2 separate regions of the Sus scrofa genome follow, and region 2 is linked to region 1. A link is a contact called in public Hi-C data. All regions are on one chromosome and are shown on one strand. The core of a region is the stretch at or near the end of the contact, and the rest is flanking DNA. Distances in the headings are between cores, read along the strand shown.

Evidence for each region. A called contact is a pair of places that touch in the nucleus more often than the background predicts.
Region 2: a Hi-C map of fetal skeletal muscle shows a contact between it and region 1, with 2.3 times the contacts expected there. The contact joins two enhancer-like sites. A contact is called at or near these places in 2 of 47 Hi-C or Micro-C datasets (embryonic fibroblasts and fetal skeletal muscle).

What each region holds. Positions count from the first base shown.
Region 1 is chr9:11,642,651-11,648,702 of Sscrofa11.1, reverse strand. It overlaps the pseudogene LOC100622525. Among named protein-coding and RNA genes, the nearest start is that of PAK1, 330 kb to the left of the region's middle. Within about 2 kb of position 2,707, at least 1 of the 83 cell types and tissues checked has an H3K27ac peak or open chromatin away from gene starts, as enhancers often do. A contact at or near this core is called in fetal skeletal muscle, where this site is marked.
Region 2 is chr9:11,991,847-11,997,898 of Sscrofa11.1, reverse strand. No RefSeq gene overlaps it. Among named protein-coding and RNA genes, the nearest start is that of PAK1, 22 kb to the right of the region's middle. Within about 2 kb of position 2,473, at least 25 of the 83 cell types and tissues checked have an H3K27ac peak or open chromatin away from gene starts, as enhancers often do. A contact at or near this core is called in fetal skeletal muscle, where this site is marked.

The DNA.
Region 1 (6,052 bases), core at 1,458-3,957:
TCCAGCACCTTTTTTCTTTCTCAGGATTTATTTGGCTCTTTGGGATCTCTTGTGTTTCTATACAAATTTTAAAATATTTTGTTCTAGTTCTGTGAAGAATAATACCATTGTTAATTTGATAGACATTGCATTGAATCTGTAGATTGCCTTGTGTAGTCTATCCATTTTGAGAATATTGATTCTTCCATCTAGGAACATGGTATATCTTTTCATCTATTTTTTGTCATCTTTTAATTCTTTCATCAATGTCTTATAGTTTTCAGAGTACAGGTCTTTTGCCTATAGTTACTTTTTTAAAAAAACATTGAGATGTAGTTGAAATACCACACCATTCAATATCTCAAAGTATTCAATTCAGTGTATATTCAATCTAGTGTATAACAAGTTTGTAAAACCATCACAACTATATAATTCCAGTATATTTTCACCATACAACATACAGCCTTTGGTGACTGGTTTCTTTTGCTTAGCATAATGTGTTTTTAAGTTTTATCCATGGTGTACCATGAATCTGGATTTCTTTTTTTAATGATCGAGTAACATTCCATTGTAATACTATACCACATTTGATTTATTCATTCATCAGTTGAGGGACATTTTGATTTCTACTTATTGACTCTTTTGAATAATGCTGCTATGAAGAATTAACTTGATTAAAAAACTTACATGTTTTTGTATAGACACAGTTTTCATCAGATTCCTTTAGACTCATATCCTAGCCACCAAAATAAATTTGCTAGCAACAGCAGTAGTCCCATGGTACCAATATTTGTGGTATATAGGATCACCAGCATCCTGAGTTTGCCTTATTTTCTTTGTTGTATCTTCCCTCAATCCCAAGTCCAGAGTATATCTGTAGCAGGAGTTTATAAAATTTAGTTGGCAGAAAGCTGTGACAAAGATCATTGTTTATTCCTCTGGGCTTTTGCTAATTCTGTTTCTTTCTGGAATACCCTTCCTCATGTCTGCCAGACCAACTCCTGTCTATCCTTCATGAGTTCTTTTAGGTATTATCCTCTCTGGAAATGTGATTTATTGTCTGCCTTTATCTCTAGACTGAGTAGGCATCATTTACCTGTTTGACAGATTGAAGATTTGAGCTCAGAGAAAGAAAGGGAGTTTACCAGGGTCCTGAAGTAAGTTAATGGCAAGAATAATACTGGATACAGCCTCTTTTGACTCCTAGTCCAGGATATATATATATTTTTTATGAACCAGAATCATTTGTACTATCACCATTTTGCTACAGTTTTCAGGGTTGTAAAATAAAAAATGAAAGACAGCAATATTCCAGATGGATGAGCTAGGCAAGATATGTTTCTTCTAATTTCCTGACCTTGGTCTTCTTAGCTGTAAAATGGGGATAATCCATGCTGTTCAGTTCCTGGAGTTTTTTTGAGGAGACTGTTAGACAGTGACTGTGAATGGGCTTTGTGAAGGGCTATACACACAAGAGGGAGGAGATTTTTACTTCTAGGAGAATATTTATAGAGTGCCAGATGGCTCTGTGATTGCATGGCTTCTCCAGTTCTCTCCTGCTTTCCTTCCCCAGGTACCCGGTTTTCTTCTGGTGGTTCCCAGCTAATAAGTACTCAGCCTAAATTGCACAACACTCATGATAAGTCCTGGCAGCTAGGCTTCCTTTCCTTCCATAATTCCCTCCTCTTCCATTTCAGCCGAACTGTTCCTCTTATTATTCCCCATTAATCTTTGTTAAACTGTCATTTCAACCAGTAGTTGCCTCTAGTTAAATTGGTCAGTAGATATCAGGGGATATCACAAAGAATAAAAACCTTGATCAGGTAAACTGAGTATTGCAGCCCCTGCTCTATGGGACTGACCTCTTTCCTTGGAGAGTAACATAGTCTCTTAGGCAGCTTCTTAATATTTTCTGGAGTGTCCCTAGACTAAGCTCTATATTGGGTCGTACTTGAGATTCAGAAAAATAATGAACATAATTAGAAGCTATGATTGTGGGCCATGATTTTGGCCCTCAAAAAGCTTACATTTTAGGTAAGGAGGTAGGTCTTAAAAACCTCAAAGATCATACAAGACAAGAAATGACTAAATGCATAAATGTATGGTGATTTGGCAGTTTCAGTGCCTAGGTAATTCAGAGAGAGAGGAGAAATCAAGAACCTGAACAAGTCTTTAAATGGTGGTTGAGAGTTTAAAAGGGAGGATGAGAAGAAGAACATTCTAAGCAAGGAGAAGAAAAAGTAAGCAAAAACTTGAAAGCGGGAATCTGGGAGGTTTATGCAAAGGTTATAGAGTGAAAAGTGGTCCATGGAAGCGAAGCCAACTTCAGTGTTACCCTGTACGTTCATTCATGAGTTAAATGATTTCATTTCCCCAGGGCTCCTTTTTATACACTTCTCATCCTCTGAGCCATTCTCTTTCATTACTAAAGTTCCTGTGTATTTATTTGTACTTGACACTTCATGCCAATGATGCTATATTGTATAGTATAGTATTAACATATGATATAAATAAAATATGAAAATATAAGGCAAATAAATATAAAACAAAAATCTAAAAAAAAACCATAGAAATAACATAATTGTTCTTTCCTAAAAATCACTTAAGTACCAGATCAGAGGATATTTAGAAACAGAAAGTAATTCCGAAGCCCTGCCACATGTCTCATGCACTCTAGCTATGAGTAAGACAGATGGGCTTATGTCATAAATGACTGCTTAATTTGGGCCCTGGTATACCCTTAGCCTTCCCTTTCTCAAAGCAGCTGTTTCTGGAAGGGAAATGTCCATGTGTATAAATAGTTTGAAGCCTAGCAACTGGCACATAGACAAATGGTTCTCATTAAGATACTGAGGAAAGAACCTTTGGAATGAGACCTGAGTTCAAATACCAACTCTGACTAGCTATGTGAGCTTGAGAAAATTATTTAACTGCTTTTTAGTTTTTTTCCTGCAGAATTACAGTAGTAGTAGTATATCCCCTAGGATTTTAAGAATTAAAATAATTGTGTTATGATATCTTATACATGGTAAGTTCTTATTTAATGTTATTTCTTCTCCTCATTATACCAAAGTATGTTTTCTTGACTTAACTTGAATCTTTCAGGGAGACAAAGTAGTATAATGTAAAGAGCCTTGGCTCTGATGCCAGAGATTTTGAATTTCAGTTACTTCGGTAATTATAGGCAAGTCCATGCTTCAATTTCCTAATCCCCGTGTGAAAATTGACCCTCAGGATTGTGTTGAGTATAAGAGATGATGTGTATGAAGTACCTGTTAAAACTGTATGATGCTGTGTTAGAAAGAATTGTAGCTACAGAGCTTAGAGGATGCCGATCTTTCTGTTTTCATAGACGTATGGAATGTAGAAGTTAGAAGGATGGGTGCTTAAAATCATCTAGTAGGTGGGCCAGGAAGGTAGAGGAAGACCCTGAGCTAACCTCCTCCCAGCAGCACATCAAAATTACAACTGTTTACAGTGCGTCCATGGGAACTCTTTGAAGACTCACAGAAAAAACTTTCCAGAACTAAGGAGAAAAAGAGGGAAGCACAAGATGGGAATCAGACACCCAGGTTCAGGAGGCACAGAGGGTCCCAGACAAGATGAACTCAGATAAGTTCGCACCAAGACACATTATAATTAAAATGGCCCCCCCAAAATTCTAAAAACAGTAAGAGAAAAGCAGGTAGTTATGTATAAGGGAACTCCCAAAGACTCCAAACTGAATTTCAGTAGAAACTTTGCAGGCCAGAAGGCAGTGGCACTATATATTCAAAAATGATAAAATGAAAAAAACCACAATCAAGAATACTCCACCTGGCAAGGCTTTTATTCTGACTTAAAGGAGAATTCAATAGTTTTACAGATGAGACAAGCTAAAAGTTCAGTACCACTAAACCAGCTTTACAAGAAGTGTTTAAATTCTCTAAGTGGAAAAAAGACCATAACTAGAAATATGAAAATTAAAAAAGAACAAAGTATCACCTGCAAAGGCAAACATACAGTAAAGGTAATAGGCCAACCACGTATAAAGCTGGTAGGAAGATTAAAGAACAGAAGTAGTAAAATCAAATATATGTGCAATAAGAGGTTAAGCAACACACAAAACCAAAGGAGTAAAATAAGATGTCAAAAAATTGAAGTGGGAGTGGGGGTAAATGCAGACTCGTTAGGATACATTTGAACTTAAGAGATGATCACCCTAAGATAATCACCACACACACACACACACACACACACACACACACACACACTGTTATATAAGAACCTCAAAGTAGCTACAATTCAAAAATCTATTATAGGAGACACACAAAAAGGAGAAAGGAATCCATACATAATACAAAATATAATTGTCAAATCATGGAGGAAGTGACCAAAGAAGAAAGGAATAAAAAAGAACCAGAAAACAATGAATGGAATGTCAACAAGTACACTATGCTGTACAGCAGAAATTGACACAACACTGTAAATCAACTATAATAAAAAATAAAATATGCTCACCAGATGTAGAGAAAAATATACATGGACCAAATGTTCAAATGAAAAAAGAGTGGCTTAATGGATTCTTAAAAACCCCGTATAAGAAACTGACTTTACACCTAAAGATACAAACTAAAGTGAGATGATGGAAAAAATGCATACAAACGGAAACAACAACAACAGCAAAGCAGAGGTAGCAACATGCATAATACAAAGTTGACTTTAAAATGCAGACTTTATACAGAATGGAAATACAAGTGCCTCCATCACCACCAGATGTGGCCAAGTCAAACACAGCAGTGTGTGTCTGCAATGAAAGTGTAAGGACTGTCATTGTATCTTCTGAGAAGGTTGTAGATTTGTTACCCAACAGAAACAACCACACAGTTCCCTCCCACAGAACTGAAGAAGTGTGGTATGGCAGGAATGAGCAGACCCCTTTAAAGGTGGTGCCAAGAACCACATCACCACCGGCATCCGTTGCCACTGCCCATCTGATCCATCAGACAGGCTCCAGGTCATTGGAACCTTCTGGAATTTTACTTAAATCTGGCAATTACAGTGGACACTCAGAAGGGCTGTTCAGCAGTAGATCTCCAGCTCCTCCCGTCTCTGTTAATTACTATTCTCTAAACTCCCATCAGCACATAGACTGGAAAAACTATAAAATGTACAAAAGTATATTCATAACAAGCCTGTTATCAGAGAAGTCCATATGAAAAGGTGGAGGAAAGGAAGGCTTCAAGTACCAGTCCCCCTGTGACTCCTTGGCTTCCATCCCATTTATAGATGAACCAACTAGTCCCAGCATTGATTATGATACTTCACACATCCCTGCTTCTGCTGTCATCTCTGCCTCTACCTCTCAGGTACTCTCCATAGCAACAGTCCCTTCCAGTCTCACAACTTCAGCTCCTTTAATTCGACACCAGCTCTCCCATGACCGGGAATCTGTTGGACCTCCCAGCCTGGATGCCCAGCCCAGCTCAAAGACAGAATGATCAAAATCATACAACAACGGCCTGGATGATTACAGAGAAGATGCAAAACTATCTTTAGATCCAACCTGAAGGGGATCAAGATCATGCACAGCCAAAAGTCATCAGAAGACTCTGGATCCAGGAAAGAGTCTTCCTTAGAGGTTTTCAGTGATGCTGCCAAGTAAGGGTGGCTTCATTTCAGACGACTTGTCACCAGTAAGGGCAAATCTACAACCTTCTCAGAAGGTACTGTGTCAGTCCTCACATTTCCAATAAGGGCAAGTGAGTTGGTGGGGTATTTGGCCATGGAAGCAGATGTATGTTGTACTGCGGGGCCATTCTCTGTACCTGTACAAAGATAAATGGGAGCATACGGCTCCCTCCAAAGAGGGACAGCCCATCATTGTTGATGCTTGCTTGATAGACGTCTCTTACAGCAAGACCAAGAGGGAAAACATGTTCCAACTCACCATGTCCGACTGTGAATGCCTGTTTCAGGCTGAAGACCGGAACGACATGTTAGCCTGGATCAAGACCATCCAGAAGAGCAGCACCTTAAACGAGGAGGACACCGGAGTTATGAACAGGGATCTGATCAGTCGAAGAATAAAAGA
Region 2 (6,052 bases), core at 1,224-3,723, 350 kb before region 1:
AGAACCTGTCCTTCCTTCTGTTGCCGGACGTTATAATTGTTTATTTTAAATGTACTGAGAAGCATCCATCAACAGATGAATGGATAAGCAAAATGTGCTATATGTATACAATGGGATATTATTCAGCCTTTCGCAGGATTAAAGTATATCACGGATAAACCTCAAAAACATTGTGCTGGGTTTTGATCCAAGGTTAGACGATGTAGGCTAGATTTCTCTAAATCCTGGCTTCACCAGGCTGTGTGACCAAGTGTAAGGTATACAACTTCTCTAAATTTTAGTTTCTTCATCTGTAAAAATAGATAACTTTCCTTTATAAAGTTGTTTGAAGGAACACGTGTAGAATATTTGACATCATCTGTAACCTGAACAGTGGCGAGAACTCCGTAATTGTTTTCTCTTGGGATCTTTCAGTTGTGATCTCTTCAGGTATAAGGTCTGTATCCATGTCATGACTGTATATCAGGCTCGTTGATATGGTTTCAGATTCACATTGTGACCAGCTTTGAAGACCATACTGCAACAGATTAAATGCAGAAGCAGATATAATAATCCAGCTCTGTTCTAGACAGTAAAGAGAGTTTTAAAAATAAGCATTGCTACTCTTGCTAGATTTTTTATTTGGGTAAATGTTATTTTTTATTTTATTGCTTTTTTTAGGTCCGTACCCATGGTATATGAAAGTTCCCAGGCTAGCAGTTGAATTGGAGCTGCAGCTACCTGCCTACGCCACAGTCACAGCAACGTGGGATCCAAGCTGCATCTGCAACCTACACCACAGCTCGTGGCAGCACTGGATCCTTAACCCACCAAGCAAGGCCAGGTCTCCAACCCACATCCTCTTGGATGCTAGCTGGGTTCTTAACACACAGAGTCATGAAGGGAACTCCAAGTAAATGTTATTTTCCATAGAACTTATCCTTTATGTGAATGTACAAAGAAATTATTAATTTTTTTTCTTTTTCCTTTTTTTTTTTTTTTTGTCTTTTCTTGAGCCACTCTGGCAGCATATGGAGGTTCCCAGGCTTGGGGTCGAATCGGAGCTGTAGCCACCGGCCTACACCAGAGCCACAGCAGCACGGAATCCAAGCCGTGTCTGCGACCTACACCACAGCTCATGGCAACGCCGGATCCTTAACCCACTGAGCACGGCCAGGGATTGAACCCGAAACCTCATGGCTCCTAGTCAGATTCATTAACCACTGCGCCACGACGGGAACTCCCAATTTTTTTTCTTTTTATAGCTGCACCTGCAGCATATGGAAGTTCTTGGGCTAGCAGTCGAATCGGAGCCACAGCTGCTGGTCTACACCACAGCCGTGACAACACTGGCATGTTACACTTACCACTATACCACCAATGTTACACTCATGGCAACACTGCATCTGAGCTGCATCTGCAGCCTACACTGTAGCTGGCAGCAATGCTGGACCCACAACCTACTGAGTGAGGCCAGGGATCAAACCTGCCTCCTCATGGACACTGTGTCGGGTTCTTAACCTGCTGAGCCACACCAGGAACTCGACAAAGGTTCTTTTTACATTAATTAATACATATTCAAAATATTCTCGGTTTTCATTTCTAATATAGTACATGCTGATACACAGAACCTAGATAAATACCATTCTTTGGGATCCTCAGTAATTTTTAGGAGTGTAAAGAAGTCCTGAGACCGAAAAGCTTGAGAAGCACTGTCCTTCTTTGCAGTTGGATCCCTGCTGCAACACCCAGGACAACCAGCCTCCAGGGTGTGCTCTGACACTTCGTGGGACAGGGGAGGGGTCATCACGTCCCGGAACAGCTGGTTTTATCTCTGGGCTCCTCTGCCTGCTAGAAAGTTCTGGCAATGAGTCAAAAATCTCAGTTTTGTAGACTCCCACTGACTGGTCTTAGACCCACCCGTTATCTTCACACATTGCAATTTGGAGCCCTCTTCCCCGTCGGCAAGACAGTCATCAGTTCCCCTTTGTGGCGCCCCGGAGGGAATCAGCCTGTCCTTCGGGCGACTGAAGCGCATGTGTGTTTTTCCGAGTCAGCCAGTGATTTGTAGCAAGCTCTGCCAAGCCAGATCGCTCACAGCTGCTCTTCCAGGAACCAGAGGATTATCCTCCGTCCCGCAGTGGATGTGAGAACCTTTTTGTTGTTGGTTTTACCAATAAATGAAAGTTTTCCATTATAAAGGACACATACTTATGAAGGAATTTTTTTTTTTTAAAAAAGTAGGGAAAAAAGAGATTTAAAAATAGAAATGGGGTCATGATTAGCCCTGACTTTCCTGTTTTGGCATCTAGCTCCCTTTCAGGCTTGCCCTGAATACTGTTCTTTTCAGACAATTCTTACAGGCAGGTATGTGCACTATGCCTCCAGCGGCTTCACAGAGTGACAGGCTGCCTGCTCCTTGGTCAGTCCCCAGCCCCATCAGGACAGCGGTGGCGGAGGGACACTCAGAGGAAACAGGAAGCTTGCAAGGATTGTGACTCCTGTGCTATCTGAAGGCACTTTAGGCCAGATCTCTCCAGGCTGCGTAGGGTCAAAGAGAACAGACACGGTACTACAGCAGCAACTAGTAAATTTTTTTTTTCTGCATTTTTTGGGGGAGGTAAAACATGAAGTCCTTAGGGACATTCTACTTCTGAGAATCTATACTAAGGAAATGATAGGAGATTTAAATGGCGTTATGTGTCTATTGTTATTTATAATGTTAATATGAATGTATAATAACAAGCTAAATGCTCCACAGTAAAGGTTTGGTTTAAAAACTACCTGCAGGAGTTCCCTTCGTGGCTCAGCAGTTAACAAACCTGACTAGGATCCATGAGGATGCAGGTTGGATCCCTGGCCTTGCTCAGTGGGTTAAGGATCCGGCATTGCCGTGAGCTGTGGTGTAGGTCGCAGATGTGGCTTGGATCTGGGCTTGCTGTGGCTGTGGTGCAGGCCGGCAGCTGCATCTCTGATGGGCCCCCTAGCCTGGGAAACTTCATAAGCCCCGGGTGCGCCCTAAAAATACAAAACAAACAAACAACCCCCCCCAACTATCTGCAAGGGAACAAGGGATATATGGGAAGTCTCTGTACCTTTCCCTCAGTTTTGCTGTGAACCTAAAACTGCTTTAAAAAATGAACATCTTTAAAAAACCAGAAAACAACTGTATGCTTGTAGGTTCTGGGCTAGTAAAAATAAATGACATTTACAAAAACTTTGATGTGGGAAAATTTTAAACATAGAGAGTTATCTGGTTTGTGACTAGTATACAGTTTTTATGTTTTATTGACTGAAAATTGAAAAAAGCAGGTAAGCAATATATATATAGGACAGTTTTTTTTTTTTTTTTCTTTTTTCTTTTGGCCATACTTGTGGCCTGTGGAAGCTCCCAGGTGAGGAATTGAACCCTTGCCACCATAGTAACCAGAGCTACAGCTGTGACGATGCCGGATCCTTAACCCACTGAGCCACCAGGGAACTCGAGTACAGTTTGGATTACGTAAATGTTTTGTTACAAAGTGAAAAAAATTTATCTTCATGGTTGGCACCAACATGTCTCAACGGAGGAAACTGTCCTGTGAAAATGCTTTGAAATGCCCTGTAGGCACAGATGTCAACAGATGTCCAGCTCAGACAAGGGGAAGCTGCTGTGCATGAAGCAAAGAGAGGAGTATGGTTTATTGACTGTGAAAAGAATGGGGAAGAAAGAAGCTATTGGTCAGCACTATTACAATCGCAAATGACGGAAATTTAACTCAGTCTGGCTTAAGGGAAAACCCCAGGTGTCTCCTTAGATAGCTTGGATGTAGGGACTCGAACATATTTTGTTCTCTCTCCATCTCTTGCTTTGGTCTTCCTTTGTCTTGATTCCCTCTCAAGCAGGCTCTTTACTTGTGGTGGCAAAGACGGGCACCAGCAATGCGAGGCTGACCTTTCCACCAGCACAGTGACCCCAGGGGCACCTCCCACCAAGAGTTCCCACAAGCCTGTCCCTGAATAGCAGTCTGGCCAGGAAGATGGAATGCACCAGTTTCTGGGCTTAGTCACTTGTTTGGTCACTGGAATAGGATAAGGGTCAGCCTTGCTCAAGTTTTTTGGAAGTTCCAAAAAATAATTTGCAAGGTTTCTGGCATGGGCTTCTAAAACCCTCAGGATTTCCTGAGTGACAAAAATGCCTTTGTTATTATTATAACCCTTGGATCACTCCTGAGTTTATGCTAATGAGGGGACTCGTGATGGAACCCTACCTAGCTTCAGGATGGAGACTGGTCCCCAGAAAGACCAGCCACTGGTTAGGTTGGGACTTTGCGCTAGCCCACCCTCAAGGGAGGGGAGAGAGATTAGAGATTGAGTTCAAGCACAGGTCCAGGATTGAATCAATGAAATTGCAGCAAAGCTCAGTGGAAGTTCCTTGTTGGTGAACACAGGTTGGGAGGAGGAGTTGCCCTCATTCCTGAAGCTCTGTGTTCAGGACCCTCCCAGATCTTACCCTGTGTGTCTCTTCATTTGGCTGGTCTGATTTGTATCCTTTATAATAAAACTCTAGTTGTAAGTCTAGCGCTCTCCTCAGTTGTGTGTCATTCTTTTGAATTAGAGAACCTGGAGGCGGTTATAGGAATCCTCTGGATTTGTAGCCAGTTGGTTGGAAGTATGGGTGACCTGGGACCCCACTTGTTCCTTGTGTCTGAAATGGGGCAGTCTTGTGCGCTTAAAGCTGTGCAGTCTGACCTTAAGTCTGGATGCTTAGTGTCAGAACTGAGATGCAGCACACGGGATGATGTCAGAAACAAAATAGGATTGAGTCTACATCCATGCACTGCAGAACAGAGGAAGAGGTGGGGAGCCTGGACCCTAGAGGCCAGGTGGTTATGAGGACAGAAAATCTCTTGGAAAGAACTGGAACCTTGAAGAGGGCTTTGGATTTTCATAAGACATGGGGTTGGAGAGAAGGCGTCTGAGCCAGTTTTATCTCAACCTTTCAGAGAAGGAAGGTCCCCAGCTGAACTGAACGTACATTCGTGTTTGCTGTGGGAATCTGTGTTCACAGGGCTTCACTTTTATGAGCTGATTCCAACTAGTTTTTCCAATAGAACACACTTCTTTCACTCACTTGTGAGCAGATCTTTCTTATGTTTTACACATGTGCTTTCAAAGGTCCCTAGTCACTCTCAGAGCCTGGTGTAGAAGCAGATAGTGGAAGGGCTGGCTAATGTGGGATGGTGGATTTGCAAAGCAAGTGCAAGGTAAAGTCAAGGGGGCAAGATGCATTACCCAAGATGTGCGTGTTCTGTCTGTCGAAGCCCCAAATACCAGCAAGTTCATGCTATTGATGGTGACTTCCAGCCTTTAGATAACTCCAAACTGTGTCATTTTATGAATAAAAGGGGAAAGGTTCTAAAGCAACTGAGAAGTGAGTAGCAGTTGCAATACTGATGTTAGCCATTTCCTTTCTTTCTTTCTTTTTTCTTTTTTTTTGCAGCTTTGAAAATCAGTGTGATCTGATGGTAACCTTTGCAATGAATTTGGGAACTGCTTTCCCCTAAATCGGAGTGATTTCTGTAAAAGCCATAACATATATTGTCGTGTAACATGGTGGCCTCTGAGGATAAATTGAGCAGAGAACCAACTGTACAATCTTAGTGTATTTTCAGAGACTCAATCTTAGTCTTTATTTATTTATTTATTTAGGCCATGCCCATGGCATGCAGAAATTCCTGGGTCAGAGATCGAATCAGCACTACAGCAGTGACCCGAGCTGCTGCAGTGACAATGCTGGATCCTTAACCCACTGTGCCACAAGAGACCTCCCTGAGTGTTCACCTTTTTTTTTTTTTTTTTTTTTTTTTTTTTTTTTTGCATTTAGGGCCTCACCTGTGGCATATGGAGGTTCCCAGGCTAGGGGTCACATTGCAACTGTACCTGCTGGCCTATGCCACAGCCACAGCAACATGGGATCTGAACTGCGTTGAGACCTACACCACAGCTCACAGCCATGCCAGATCCTCAACCCACCGAGGAGGCCAGGGATTGAACCTGCATCCTCATGAATGCTGGTCAGATTTGTTAACCA